2 separate regions of the Mus musculus genome follow, and region 2 is linked to region 1. A link is a contact called in public promoter capture Hi-C data. All regions are on one chromosome and are shown on one strand. The core of a region is the stretch at or near the end of the contact, and the rest is flanking DNA. Distances in the headings are between cores, read along the strand shown. Region 1 holds the start of Hypk (huntingtin interacting protein K). Region 2 holds the start of Shf (Src homology 2 domain containing F).

Region 1 (7,122 bases), core at 2,658-5,157:
GAGGTTTTTAAACCTTGGGCCAAATGTGAAAGATTGGTAGCATTTACTGTCAACATCCTTCTGGAGGGTATTGTGCACTCAGAGGCCCCTAAAGTCTGTGCATTTTAAACATTCTTTCCTGCCCCCGTCATCTCATGCAGATCATCTGACAAAGTGCTATTCTTAGAAATTGTCCCTGTTCGTGGGGAGCTTTTCTGGTTCTAGACTTGCTCTACAGTTTAAATAAACCTCAGCACTGGACATTCTTCAGTGAGTCCTGGGTGTCCGCTCACACTTCCCATTGGTTGGCACCTTTACATACCAAGCAAAGAGCACACAAGCATACATGATGCCAGCACTAAACACTGCTACTGAGGTATCCGGTATTTGTGGTTCCATTTTATTCCGGCCAGGCAGACACAAGGTGTGATTCTGTCCTTGAAAGGTTACTGCCAAGGGGCAATGAGAGAACAGGGTTATGAACAAAGCTGGGTATTTTGAAGGCTCAGAAAAGGTCTTAAGCACTATACTGGCAGTCTGGGTCCTCACTTGTCTCTGGGGGACGGCTGGACAGTGCAGAGAAGGTCAGATACATGATATAGCAGCTGATGATAGAGGCTTGTAGGAGGCCAGAGTTTGGTTGCTCTAGGGAGAACAGGAGTTAGTACTCCACTGCACCTGTTCCCCCCCCCTCCCCCCCCATATACTCTGGGGGAGAGACAAAAGCAGCAGAGGTACTTTAGATAGCTGAGACTGGGAAGGCCAGTAACACTGGCTATAATTCTCAAAGGGACACACCACACCCCCAAATCTGCAATGTTAAATAGCATATACCCACTGCGGCGGATGCAAGGTGCGATGGAGAGGAGAGACAGGAGGCCACAGAAGCAAAGGTGCAGACTGAGTAACATCTTGTTGAGCAGGCAACCGTCAGGGTGTGTGTACTGGTGGAACAGCAACACAGCTCCCACACCCGCCATGCTGTAGAACCCTAGTGTGGCCAGTGACACACCTAGGAGCCAGCTACAGTCTTGAGCTGCACCAGTCTGCCTAAAGACAAGTGGTTAGGGGATTAGAACTTTAACCCATTACTGGTTAGTCAGCCTACTGGTCCGCACAGTACATTCTTGAGCTTTTGGTTCATTTGTTGACAGGATTGTACCTACACTTAAGACTGCCCTTGAACTCTTGCCTCTGCATCCTGAGTCTTGAGATTATGGGTATTTACCACTTTTTGTTTGTTTTTGGGGGTTTGTTTGTTTGAGACAGGGTTTCTCTGTGTATCCCTGGCTGTCCTGGAACTCACTCAGAAGACCAGGCTGGTCTTGAACTCAGAAATCCCCCTGCCTCTGCCTCCCAAGTGCTGGGATTAAAGGCATGTGCCACCATGCCTGGTGCCTCTTTGTTTTAAGAGGCTGACTTTGGAACTCCCTGCTCTGCTTGTGTTTTTTTGTGGCCTTGAATTATTGGCCCTCCTGTTTCTTTCCTCCTCCAGTGCTGGGATCACAAGTAAATGCCATTAAATATCTGATTTCCTGAGTATTTTGGTATTCTCTGGGAGGCCATGGGAGCAAACGTGCTATGGCCTTTGCCTAGCCTTTCTGTACTGAGTAATGTCTGCCAACCTCCTTGGAGGAGCCTTTAGGGTTAGGTGCTTCTTACAAATGTGTGTGTGTCATGTGTGGTTATGAGCCACCATGTGGTTGCTGGGAATTGAACTCAGAACCTCTGGAAGAGCAGTCAGTGCTCTTAACCTCTGAGCCATCTCTCCAGCCCAACCTTACCAATTCTTGTTCCAGGACTGGGCAAAGGCTGTGATAAGCACCAGCTGTAATAGGATGAATGTGAAGCCTCCACAGATGCCAATATAATGCCAGGCTGCAAGACAGGCACCATTGGGAACTTTTAGCTCTGGCTGGTCATGATGTATCATATCCCCCCAAACCCCCACCCCTTTTGATTAAAATGCTGCATAGCCTAGGCAGGTCTCAAACTCAATCCTGCTTCACTCTCCTGAATGCTAGGATTACAGGTGTGTAATGTAAGTCCAGCTTCCTGCTCTTAAGTAGGAAGTTGTAGCCTACTCTTGCTGATCACAGTGTAAGATGAAGAGTACCTGGGAAGAGATCCTCATCAGGGATGCAGAAGGCAACGACACAGAGACCTAACAGGAACAACAGCTTGAGGCTCCAGAAGCTAGTTAGGGTAGAGAGAAAACCAGATTGAGGAGAATAGGCAAAGGAGAGAAAGAAAAAAAGTATGGCAGGTGGAACCAGCCCCAACCCATTGTAGTCCAAGTTCTAACTCGGATGCCACAGTCACATCTGAGCAACACTACAGTTAGAGAAGGTTTGCATATAACTATTACTTAAAATTTAGAGCCCAGGAGTTTATAAACATACTTTCTTTATTACAGTGTTCTTTCTTCATCCTGGAGTTTCTTTTAGCCAGCTTGTGTCTACTTCCCTCTATCCCATCCCCATCCAAAAAATTAAACACAAACCTGTTATGCAGCTGTGCCCGAGGGTTGGTGGGGGAGTGGAGGCGAACTAGCAGCACAGCCTGCAGCAGGTGGAAGGTGGCAGTTCCTGCACACACTCGATACACAGCGCCAGAGCCACTGAGAACTGGGCAGTCCGAGCTGCCAAACAGGTGGGCACATAGCACTGAGGGCATCTGGATCTGCAGGGAGTTGGTTGTGAGAAAAGTCAGGGCCAGCCACAATCTATGGACAGTCTCAACTTTTTACTGGTAGGTTGACTCCTTTGCTCCCTGTCCCAAATCTTAAAGGTTTTTTTTTTTCCCTCACATTGCAACCCTTGCCGACTTACCCCATGTGCTTTGCCCCAGACCCTTTCTACCACTGTCTTCGAAAGCAGGAGGCAGCAGATTGCTGAGGCTCCCACGTGGAGGAGGATGTAGAGCAGGCGGCTACACCTAGACTCTGTCAGAGAGTGGCAGCCACTGGTCCAAGAAACAGGTCCACAGCAGGATGCCTGGGGATAGAAGCAATGCAGAGTTTTTCAAAGGGTGTGGGGTTAACCAATGGTCAAATTCCCAAACCCTCCATCCTTCTGTCTGGTTATGAGCCTCTTAGGATTACCTTCCACAAAGCACTAGTAAGGTTTTCATTGCAAGAACTTTAAACTTTGGTGTATTCTTGAACCACTTAACTTTTTCCTAATGATCTATGGCTGGGAATGTGGAATGAGATGTTTACCTATTACCCAGGCAAAGAACCAGGTTTCTCATCCCAACTCCTAGCTTTTTAGCTATCTCTTCCCAAATGTCTCACCTGATTGAAGGGGGTTTCCACTACATTACTGACTCCACCGTGCTGCTGTGCAAGACCCTGGGTGGTGCTCCGGCCGGTGACAACTTTTGCACCCATCATTTTTGTTAGATGTAGATCCAGTATTGGAAAAACTGACGAGAAACAGCAGCTTCTCGGGATTTTCGCCCATTGGACAGTCGCTTTGCTGGCCTAATCATTCGTCTTAAGGCAGCATAGACATGTCATAAAATGAATACAGGTTACCAGGAAGTGGTAGATAGATGCAAATAGTCTTGTGAAGATGCCTTCGCCGGGCTTCCTATTCGGGATCATTCGGACTGTTATTCTGAGATTAGGAGCAGTTGGCCTATCAGGTCTAGGGATTAGGTTTTTTAATTGGTTTAGGATTAGCCACCTTGATTGGACAGAATTCCATGTGTGTGTCTCTATGTGTGAAAGGATTGCTCTTAGGAACAATGTGCCTTGGTGGTGTGGGTAGTGAACAGATAGTCGAAGGAGACTGCAGAAAACAAGCTGGAGAGGAAGTCAAAAGCGAACCTCTTTGCTAGCTGAAGCTTCTCAAGACAGGCACAAAGGTGTGGTCCACGCCTACCCCGCCCCTTATCTGGGCGGAAGCTGTGAGGGTTGCCGGAAGTTGTGAAGCGGCAGCCTATGCGGCGGCGCGGTGAGATCGAAATGGCGACCGAGGGAGACGTGGAGTTGGAGTTAGAGACCGAGACCAGCGGCCCGGAGCGGCCTCCCGAGAAGCCAAGGAAACATGACAGTGGTGCTGCTGACCTAGAGCGGGTTACTGACTATGCGGAGGAGAAGGAGATCCAGAGTTCGAATCTTGAAACGGTGAAGTTGGCTGGGAGCTTGTATGAGGGGTTGAGAGAGGGGCGGGAGAGAGGTGAGACTGACCGGTTTGCTGCTCACTGGGGCTCCGGGAAGGCTGATAGCAATGGTGGGATTTGGCAGTAGGGTGGGGCTAAGCGACAGCACCCACCCAGTCTGCTGTTTGCTTAAGAATTCGATAGAGATTGGGCCTAAATAGATCTCATGTGCACGAAATTAGGCGTAGTCCTTTGGTCCTGAGAACACTCGTAGTTGTGAATACCTGAAAACCACGTGGTTTTTATTTTTGGTATTGCGTTTTAGATCAGAAAATTTGCGTGGCACGGTGGTAGATAACTTGACTCGTGTTTTCTACAGGCTATGTCCGTCATTGGAGACAGACGGTCCAGGGAACAAAAGGCCAAACAAGAGCGGTAAGTTTAAAGCACACCACCAGCACTACCGGTAGGTCCTCGTTCTCCAGGGGAAAAAAAAGTTTACGTCTTTAACCAATTTCTACAGATCTAGGGATTACAACTTTGTTAGTGGAAGGAAAGATTCCAGGATACCTTACTGTAAAACCTCCAGGGGAAAGAGTTGGCGCGTTTATTTGCTATTTTCAGTAAACCTTGTTCCACCCATTTTCAGTGAGTAGCTGGGAGTGTTCCTTCTGGGAGTTTATAGCAGAGGCAGAGAATGAAAAGAAATGTATAAATATTTACAGGGAGAAGGAACTGGCGAAGGTCACTATCAAGAAGGAAGATCTGGAGTTGATAGTGAGTATTAATTTTTTAATGGATTCACAAGAGAAGTGCTACCTAATTTGGGCTCCTGAAACAAGTGGAGAAGAGGCTTTGGTGACGTGATTTTCCCTTTTGCAGATGACGGAAATGGAGATCTCTCGAGCAGCAGCAGAAAGGAGCTTGAGGGAACACATGGGCAATGTGGTGGAGGCTCTTATTGCCCTAACCAACTGATAATGTGCTTTTTTAGACATTCTGGACTGACTGACTGACTGAAATAAAGTGTTCTGTTTTGCTGTTTTTTTTTTTTCTTCAGTTTCATCTCAGATCAAATGCATTATATATTCTATTTTATTGTCAGTTTCTATGTTGGACCTTGATGAAACTGTGTGAACAATCAGTATAAAGAAGTACCTAATGTTCAAATGCAGGCTCTTATATTGTGTGTGTGATTCCTCTACTGCCATAGTGTTTCTAATAACTACCACATGGGAAACAAATTTAAGTGCCCTTTTCTACCAAGCCATCTTGCCAGCTCTAAGCAGCAGATACTAAGTGGTATGTTAGTATCACTCACCTGACTAGCTCTTTCTTGGCAATGTAGAGTACATTTGGATCCTCTGCAAAAGATCCAAATGCATATGTTTCTAGGATAGCTTATGCACTTTTCCCCTTGGATCTGTTCTTGTATAAACCAGGCTGTTTCCAAACTGAGACCCCTCCCTAACTTGAAAGCTGCTTCAACTAACTCTCCAGGCTAGCTTATGAGTATCAAAGGCTAGCATCTGTTTTGGGGGCTTTTAAGTTATCAACTGTATTTACAAACAACTGGAATAAACACTTAGGTTCTAGAAATGGGAACACAGATATCAAAATGTTGGATCAGGCCTGGAGAGGTGACTCAGTAAGTACCTGCCTCAAAAGCAAAATGAGTTTGGATTCCCAGTAACTCCCTAAAAATCCAGGAGTGGTGGGATGTTCCTGTATCCCTCCCTGCACTGGGGGGCTGTGCTGGTCTAATCAGGAACTTCAGGCTTTGTGAGGTCAGCACCAACCCAGAATTAGAGTGACTAAGGGACCACCACCCGACCTCTGAGTTCCATAAGCCCATCCATACGTGGGTAAGAATGCATACTCAAGTATTCCCACCTGAGACTGAGATGTAGCTGAAGCTGCTCTAAAACTTGTAACCCTTTTGCCTCAGCTTCTGTGTACTCTATCTGGCTCAGTGCTCACCATTATTATTTATTAGTAATTTTTTACATCTTTCATGTTACATAATTATAGGCAGTTTGTTGATAGTCTATGTGTGGGTATAATTTACCTTTCATCTTTTTGAGACAGGGTTTCTCTGTAGCCCAGGCTGTCCTAGAATTCACTATATAGACCAGTCTGGCCTCAAACTCTGCTTCCCTCTGCCTTCATAAAGATGTGTAGTACAACTGCTTGGTTATCATTGGGTCTTGTAGGGGGTTAAGGTACTAAGAATAAAAACTAGGGCCTTACCCATTCCCACTTTTTTTTTTTTTTTTTTCTAGACAGGGTTTTTCTGTATAGCCCAGCTCTGGCTGTCCTGGAACTCACTTTGTAGACCACGCTGGCCTCAAACTCAGAAGTCCACCTGCCTCTGCCTCCCAAGTGCTGGGATTAAAGGCGTGTGCCACCACACACAGCTGGGTGGGGGGGTGTAGATATTTTTAAAAGAGAAGTTATACTGTATTGTCCAGGCTTGTCCTGAACTTCAAGTAAAGAGATCCCCTTCAGCCTCTCAAGTAGTTGAGACTAACAGTTGAGTACTACTGGCCAGTCATGGGTTTTTTTTTGTTGTTGTTGTTGTTGTTTTTTAAGATTTTATTCTTTTAAACTGTTTATCTGCTCATGAGAGCAGGTGTTCTAGAAGCCAGAGGCTTCAGATTTCCTTGGTGATAGATGTTCTAGCAGGTTGTGAGTTACCCAATATGGGATTAGGAACAGAACTCTGGTCTTCTAGAACAGTGAGAAAGTTAATCACTGAGCCACCTCTTCATCCCTTGTCTCATTTTTACTGTCATCAAGGAAAGTCACTCTGCTGATGGAATTTCATTCTGTGATGGTGGTTATTACTCTGTCAATACTACACGGGCTAACAGAGTTTAGTACTGACAGCTGGGGAGTGCTCCTTAGCCCATTAGTTCTCTTTCATCTGAAGCATGAGCTAAAGAAGAAAGATTAGTAGGAACTGGAATGCAGTGAGTCATGTCCTATTGTATAAATCATTGTTCGACACAAAGCTAAAAGGTAGAGAACAAAGAC
Region 2 (7,122 bases), core at 2,838-5,337, 910 kb after region 1:
TTGAAAAAAAACAAAAAACAAAAACAAAACAAAAACCACCTCAAAACAAAAACAAACACACACACATGAAGCCCCAAACAAAAAAGCCAAGGAATGGGTGTCCCTCTCAGCACCCGGACCAGCATCACTTAAGGACACACCACACTCAGTGGACACTGTCTAAGAGAGGTCCTGAGTTCAGCAGCTCCACAGGAGCACCGTGATGGAATACAGACACCTCAGCCTCTTACTTCACTGTCCCCTTCCTGTTTGCTCACTGCTTGCTAAAAGGAGCTTGGATGCGCCAAGCCCACGCCATACATCTGTGGCACACACCTGTTGTAAGAAGCTCTCAATACCAGGGCTCAAAAGCTGGCTCACCAAGTAAAGGTTCTTGCCAGCAAGCCTATTTCAGTTCGATCCCTAGGACCCATTACTTGGAAGGAGTTCCTCTGACCTTCCCATGTGTGTCTGTATGCAACTATACACACAATATACACACACATTTAAAATTTAAAAGGGTTTTTCAGTATAGGGCTAGAGGGGTGGTGCCGCCGCTAAGAGCCGCACGCTCCTTTGGAAAACAATCTGAGTTTGGTTCCCAGCATCCACACTTGGTAGCTCAGAACTTCCTGTAACTACAGCTCCAGGGGATCTGACGCCCTCTCCTGGTCTTGAAGGGCACTGCATTCATATACACAAAGCCTCCCCCTCGTTTAAAATAGTTAATGAAATCTTTTTTAAAAAAAAAATACTATTTTGGGGGGCTATAAATTCCTGTAAAAATTTGAGAGCTATGAGCCTTTTCCCATATAAATGAGAAATACACACAGCGTCTGGGTGCTCAAGAGCCCTAGGGTTGCCCCCATGAGCAAAGAATAAGAGACCTGGTTTCAATGTGAGGTGCCTGTTTTATTACCCATGTCAGGTCTCGCCTTCATATTGGCCCAACAGGACACACTGCAGATGTGGTAGGCAACTCAGCCTTCATTTAATCACAGCTTCATCCCTGTTCCCTAATTAGATCATGTTTCTTTCTCCTGTTGAAGCTTAGAGAACAGTGAATGCATGAAGAGGAGGCCCAATACCCTGGACCTTCTGCCAGAGCAGAGCCTGGAAGCGGGACAGGGCCCAGCACCAGAGGGGGTTCTTTGGGGGCCATCTGGCCAGGCCCTAACTGCCGGTTGCAGGGTGTCACTCTTGCTGTTCCCACACCTGCCCTGCCAGGCCTGGCCAGATGGTCAACTCTGAGTCTTTGCCAGTTATATCAGTGGGTTTCAGAGTGGGCTGGCAGCCAGTGAGCCCAGCACAGAAAGGCTCAAGAACCCCCAGGACCTCAGGGCCTTGTCCCGATAACCATTCCCTCTTGCCTCCTCCCTCATCCTATGGCTCCTTGGCATCTCTAGCTCAGCGGGTGGGGGGAGCACTTATACCAGTCCCATCCAACCTCAGGACACTGCCCCCTCGGGTGCTCTGGAACCTCTTTCTGCCAGCCAAGGAGCTCTGCAGAAAAGAGGGGAAGCAGGTACACAGTATAGAAACCACAGCTCTGCGGGAGTGGTGGTCCAGAGGCTGCACTGTACACTCAGTAGGCCCTGCGGGTGTCTGACCACCCGGGTTTGGGGTTAAGAGCTCAGTCAGGTACCTTGTCTGGCTTCGCTTTTCCTCGGGGAATACTCTGGGATCTCTCAAATTCTGTTCCTAGATGGTTGGGAGTTGATTGATTTCTGAATAACGAGGAGCCTAGGTCAGCCCATGGGACAGCTCAGATGCTACATCCTGGATCCTTTTATCACACACACCAAAGAAAGCACAGATTGTGTGGCTCCTGGGAGAGCCTGTCGGATTTCATTCCTGCCTCCATGGCTGGCTGGCAAGAGACTCAGACACTCTTGAGCATCCCCTCCCCCACAGGTCAGAGCGGACCCAACTGAAGCACAGACCAGACAGTCTTGGCAGGAGGGGTCTGAGGGTCTGTGCACAGGGCTACTGCTCCTTCCTTCGAAAAAAAGGAAAGGAAAGCCATGCCTTGGGAAGCCCTGACCCTTAAGCCACCCTGTTAATGGATACGCACCATTTCAGGACACTGGGTCAGACACTTTGGAGACAGAGAACTGACCAAAAAAAAAAAAAAAAAAAAGGATGTTTTCCTGGAGGAGCCCACAGTGTGGTGGGCAGCCTGTTAGGTCATTCTAAGCCACTACAGGAAGGAAAATAGCCAAGGACAGCTTAGACCATGGGCCAACAGCCAGTGGCCAGGGAGGAGGAGACTGGTCCACGGGGAGGACAGGGCCATACCACCGTCTCACCATAACACCAGGGCAATTAGGAAGGAGACTGCAGGCAGCCTGGGAGAAGTGCCCTTGGACCTCCCTCTTCAGCTTAAGCATGATGAGCCGGCATGGTCAGCCATGCTCTATGGCAAGAACCATGGGGGAAATGATTCACACATCTGGGGCTCTTGTTCTGACCCCAACACACCTCTTATCCAGCAAGCCTACCAGGACAGCAATCTTTTGGCGGAAAAAGCCCAATTCTGAAACCTGAGGATTCAGACATTAACTGCTCTCTAATCAGATAAAGATCTCTACTGAGGAGAGATGAGCAAGCCCTGGAGGAATGAGTTCTCAGACATGAGGAAGGCAACAGAGCTGGGGTAGCTCCTACCTCCCATTCAGGGAGACTAAGGATGGCTTTCAGCTGTTTATCATCCAGGACAGGATAAAACTGGAATTAAGAAGGAAGGTAGATGTCCTGAGAGACAAACTATTGGGAGTCTTCCTCCAGGGCCTGCAGATCCAGTCTCTCTCAGAATGGACTGAGAAAGAGGAAAGCCTAGAGAGAGGAGATAATGAATGAACCCCATCACTCGGCCTTAACTGGGCAACAGGTCCTGACCACCGAGTGTCCTCATACTTGGGGGAACACTGGAAGGAGTGCGCCTGTACCCCAGGGGTGAATTTCTTCAGGAAGAGCTGGACATTGCCCATCTTGGCATCCGGAGTACAACAGTCCCCCCCCCCCCCTAATCCCACTGGGAAAGGCAAAGGCCAGCGCTCGCTGTGTTCACGGAAGAATCTTAGTTTTCAGCCCCTTTCTGGGCTTCAGACCTGCAAAGATGCCTGGACTCCAGGACCGGGTGGGAGGTGGGAGGAAGGAGAAGGGGAAGAGGAGGGGGAGAGAAAAGCTTTGTGGAGGGAAGAGTCAAGAGATCAAAGGGCAGAGGAGCTGCTGCTCCGGAGAGGGCACAAAGGCCATAAACCGGCAAAGGGAAGGGAGGGGTGCTTCTCCATGCCCGTTAGAAAAAAGGTTCCAGGATCAGGGTTGGACGGGTTGCAAAGCTGAGGACAGAGCCATTGAGGGAGGTCGTCCCTAGTCCTCGGGCCCTAACAGGAAACAGGGCAGAGTTTGGGGACTCAGATTAGTCGGTGGAGAAGCTAACAAAGGGGTTAAAATTTGAGCCCCCGTGTCAGGGACTAAGCTTATGTCAACTAGAAATACTGACTGCGAAAGGCTGAGTCCCAGCCAAGCCACCTTTGTCCCTCCCTAAATCTCCAGACCTCAGACCACCACCCCTCCTGGACACCCACGCCCGGCGCAGCACTCACCCTGTCGCTGCTGGCAGGGGGTCCGGAGTCCGGAGGGGGTGCTGGGGGGCCGGGGGTCTCGACCCGAATGAGGCGGTGCGGGGGTGAGCCGTGGCGCGGGGGCGGAGTGGGGCCAGGGACCGCAGGGGTGGAAAGGGCGGCGGACGCGGACGGGCCCCCGGAGTAGGGGTCCTCGAAGTCGCGGTCTCGCTGCAGCCGGTAGGCGGCCAGGATGTCCGGGGGCGGCGCAGGGGGCGCGGCCGGGCAGGGAGCTGGGGGGCGGTAGTCGGGCTCTGGGGGGGCGGGTTTGGCGCCCCCTCCACCGCCGCCCCCGCGAAAGCCCAGGTGCTCCCGCAGCCACTTTGCGACTCCACCGCTGCCGCCCCCTCCCGGGCCGGTCCCCGCACCCCCAGCCCCGCGGCGGGATCCCCCAGGGCCGCCCCCCGCGCTGCCCTGCGCCCTCGGCCCCGGGCCGGAGCCCGTAGGAGGAGCTCCGCTCAGTAGCATGGGGCCCTCCCAACTGAGCGAGCAGACCGCGGGCGGCGGGGGCGGGGCGAGAGGGGGCGGAGCTGCGCCGGCGGGAGGGGCGGGGCTCGTCGTCAGTGACACGAGGGGAGGAGCCCGCTGCCTAACGGGGACCCGAGGACTCTGAGAGGAGTAGATGGGATGCGGGAAGCAACTGCGCCGAGGGTGAGTCCTCCACATGTCGTTACCCGTGCTCCTGTGGGGCGCTCTCTAGTCCCATCTGCTCTTTGCACCTCCCAGTTTGTGTCAGACGCGGGAAGATGAGTCCCCAGGCACATCCTGCTCATCCTGATTCCTTTCCCCCAAACCCAAAGACCCAAACATTTTCGAAGACGCTGCTCTTCAGATGCGCCTATTACTGCCCTCACCTTGGGAGTACCGCCTACCTCTTCCTATCCCTTAACTCACACCCAAACCTAGGTTGCCTTTCTATCCAGGCAAACTTCTCACGTGGCATGCAATCAGTTCTCCAGAGACACCCATTGCTCCGATGTTTCCACACCCAACCGCCAGCTTCAAATGCTTACAACCCTCGCACAAACAATCCCCATCCACGCTTACACCGGCCCCCAGCAGGCCCACGCAGCCCTCACAGCTGCCCTGCTTTCTTGTGGAAATCCCTCAAGCTCCACCCTGGGTTTGTCAATCTGTCTGTGACAGAATAGAAACAGACAGATCAATAAATCAAGCGAGAAACAGGTCTAATGTTGTCAATCACCAGCCCCTTACCTTCTCAGGGCTCCGATGATGATGCCTAAGAGCCTGGAATTTTGTCTTAGAAAGGAAGCAGGTTCACCAGAAGTATTGTAGCCCTGAAGGCCAGCATCTCTCCCTCTCCCTCCTCCCCCTTCCTCCCCCTCCCTCCTCCCCTCCCTCTCCCCTCCTTCTCCCCTCACTTCATGGGGTATAATAGAGAAACTAAGAGGTTTACATTCCAGAATATACAGTTTAAAATACTAACTACTGATGCAACGGTGAGCATAGAGATGACAGGTTCCTGAGGATATTGTAGCTAACCCACAGGAGAAGGTCTCCTCACTCACCCAATGGGAGGGGATGGGAAAGGCAATGGACTGCCAACTCCTGGGCCAAGACCACGCCCTTGTCCTATCTTAGAAAGGGTGATAGGGGTTGTTGTCATGCAAATTAAGGGTGATGAGCGATCTGAGCACAGCCCTTGCTCTGTAGTCACCTTGCAGTCAGGCCTCCGCTCAGACTCATGGCAATCCTGTTGCTCAAGCTTTCCCAAGGCAAGTTCTGAGGTTGCAGGTGTGCGCCACCACACTACTGGTATTTGCTTAAAAAATATAAAGTGATTCTGGTGGTGGTGATGGTGGTGGTGGTGGTGGTTTGAATGAGAATGGTCCCCATACGTTTGTTAAGGATTGAGAGGTGTAGCCTGGTTGGAGGAAGTGTGGCTTTGTTGGAGTCACCGAGGGTGGTCTTTGAGGTTTCAAAAGCCCATTACAGGCCTAGTCTCCACCCACCTCCTCTCTACTTGATGCTTGTGGATCGTGATGTAAAGCTCTGAGCTACTTATTTTTCCAGCAACATGCCTGCCTGCCCGCCCGCCTGCCACCCTGCTCTCTGCCATGAAGGTAATGGACTAACCCTCTGAAACTATAAGCAAGTCCGACATTGAATTCTTTCCTTCTATAAGTTGCCTTGGTCTTGATGTCTCCTTATAGCAATAAAGCAGTGACTGACACATGATATACACCCATAATCCTAGTAATTGGGAAGTTGAAGCCACAGGATCAGGAGTTCAAGGACAATGTCTTGTTGAGTTTGAGGCCAGCCTGGGCTGCCTGAATTTTTGTCTCACAAAACAAAAACAAACCTGCAATTGCTGAGCCTGGTGGTACACCACTTCAATCCTAGCATTTTGAAGGCAGAGGCAGGAGACAAAACACTAAATGCAGTGGATATGCCTATAATCTAGCTCTCAGAGGCTATAGCAGGAGTCCCTTAATGAATTCCAATTCATCTTGGGAGTGTCTCTCAGAAACCAAAAAAGTGGGAGCTGAAGAGATGACTTAAGAGCACTTAAATGCTCTTCCAGAGGACTGACTTTGGTCCTAGCACCCACGGCAGGCAAGTCCAGCTCCAGGAGCTCCTATACCTTCTAGCTTCTGTGGAATCTTGTGTATATGTGCATGCACACGTATGCACACACACACGCACACACACACAGAGGCAAAAATACCTGCACACATAAAAATAAATAGTTTTAAAAGTTATTTTAATATAGGCTTAAAGATAAATGCTGAGAGAAAAAGAAGCTTCCAGTAGAAAAGATACACCCAAAAGCGTGAGTGTAGGCTTTAAAGTGCTGAAGAAGCAGGACGTCTCCAAGTGTGGGTCCAGGCTGTGGAAGACTCCTCGAGAGTCGTGCTCACTGCTTTTTATGTTTTTGTCTGTTTTTTCGTTTTTTTTTTTTGTTTTGTTTTTTTACAATAATCATATATAGGATTTTAGAGGGTTTTGAAGTTATGACATTCAAAGAGTTGCTAAGAGACCCAAATGAGACCACAAGGTGCTTCCTTAGGGGTCCCCAATAAGGCTATAATTGATAAGGTAAAAGTGTAGCTCACTAGGACACAGGGATGTAGGGTAACTCTACTATAGCAAAGCTAGCGGTCCTGAATGAGAGCCTACCCAAGGCCATATGCATCCAGAACTTAAGCCTGCTATTACTTCAGCATAAAATGTCTATGAATGACCAGGAGCATACAAAGGCAGGCAGGCAGAGCAGCTTTTCTGTTGGAATTTTTTAACATAAAAAAAAAAGTGTGTGTGTGTGTGTGTGTCTAGGTTAGAGTTGCTTCTCTCCTTCCACAATTCTACCCGGAACTGAACTTAGACTGTTATTGCCTCGGTGGTAGGAACTTTTAGAAGCTTCAATCAGACTCTGGAGTGAGGAAAATCTTCTGTTTTCCTATGCCGTCATATTTCTCAGTTTTTCTATACTCCCTCGAGATTTGGGTAGATGAAATGAAGAGTAAAGTGCCATTCCGATCCAGGAGGCATC

The links. Capture Hi-C pulls out chosen DNA fragments and counts their contacts.
Region 2: a promoter capture Hi-C map of adipose tissue shows a contact between it and region 1, with 2.1 times the contacts expected there. The contact joins the promoter of Shf here to the promoter of Hypk in region 1. A contact is called at or near these places in 2 of 39 promoter capture datasets (erythroid cells and pre-B cells), 1 of 484 Hi-C or Micro-C datasets (embryonic stem cells), 2 of 115 datasets of contacts at active chromatin or transcription factors (bone marrow-derived macrophages and pancreatic cancer cells) and 2 of 9 other capture datasets (adipose tissue and liver).

The regions. Positions count from the first base shown.
Region 1 is chr2:121,453,181-121,460,302 of GRCm38.p6, forward strand. It overlaps Hypk (huntingtin interacting protein K), which reads left to right and starts at 3,908. Exons shown (of 4, transcript NM_026318.3): 1 at 3,908-4,111; 2 at 4,466-4,521; 3 at 4,812-4,863; 4 at 4,969-5,260. The coding sequence starts at 3,926. The coding sequence ends at 5,064. Serinc4 (serine incorporator 4) reads right to left here and starts at 3,584. Exons shown (of 12, transcript NM_001025371.2): 1 at 3,275-3,584; 2 at 2,811-2,975; 3 at 2,483-2,661; 4 at 2,096-2,175; 5 at 1,764-1,857; 6 at 818-1,029; 7 at 529-624; 8 at 302-428. The coding sequence starts at 3,373. It overlaps Serf2 (small EDRK-rich factor 2), which reads left to right. Exons shown (of 3, transcript NM_011354.3): 3 at 1-240.
Region 2 is chr2:122,365,060-122,372,181 of GRCm38.p6, forward strand. It overlaps Shf (Src homology 2 domain containing F), which reads right to left and starts at 4,088. Exons shown (of 7, transcript NM_001374011.1): 1 at 3,588-4,088. The coding sequence starts at 4,073.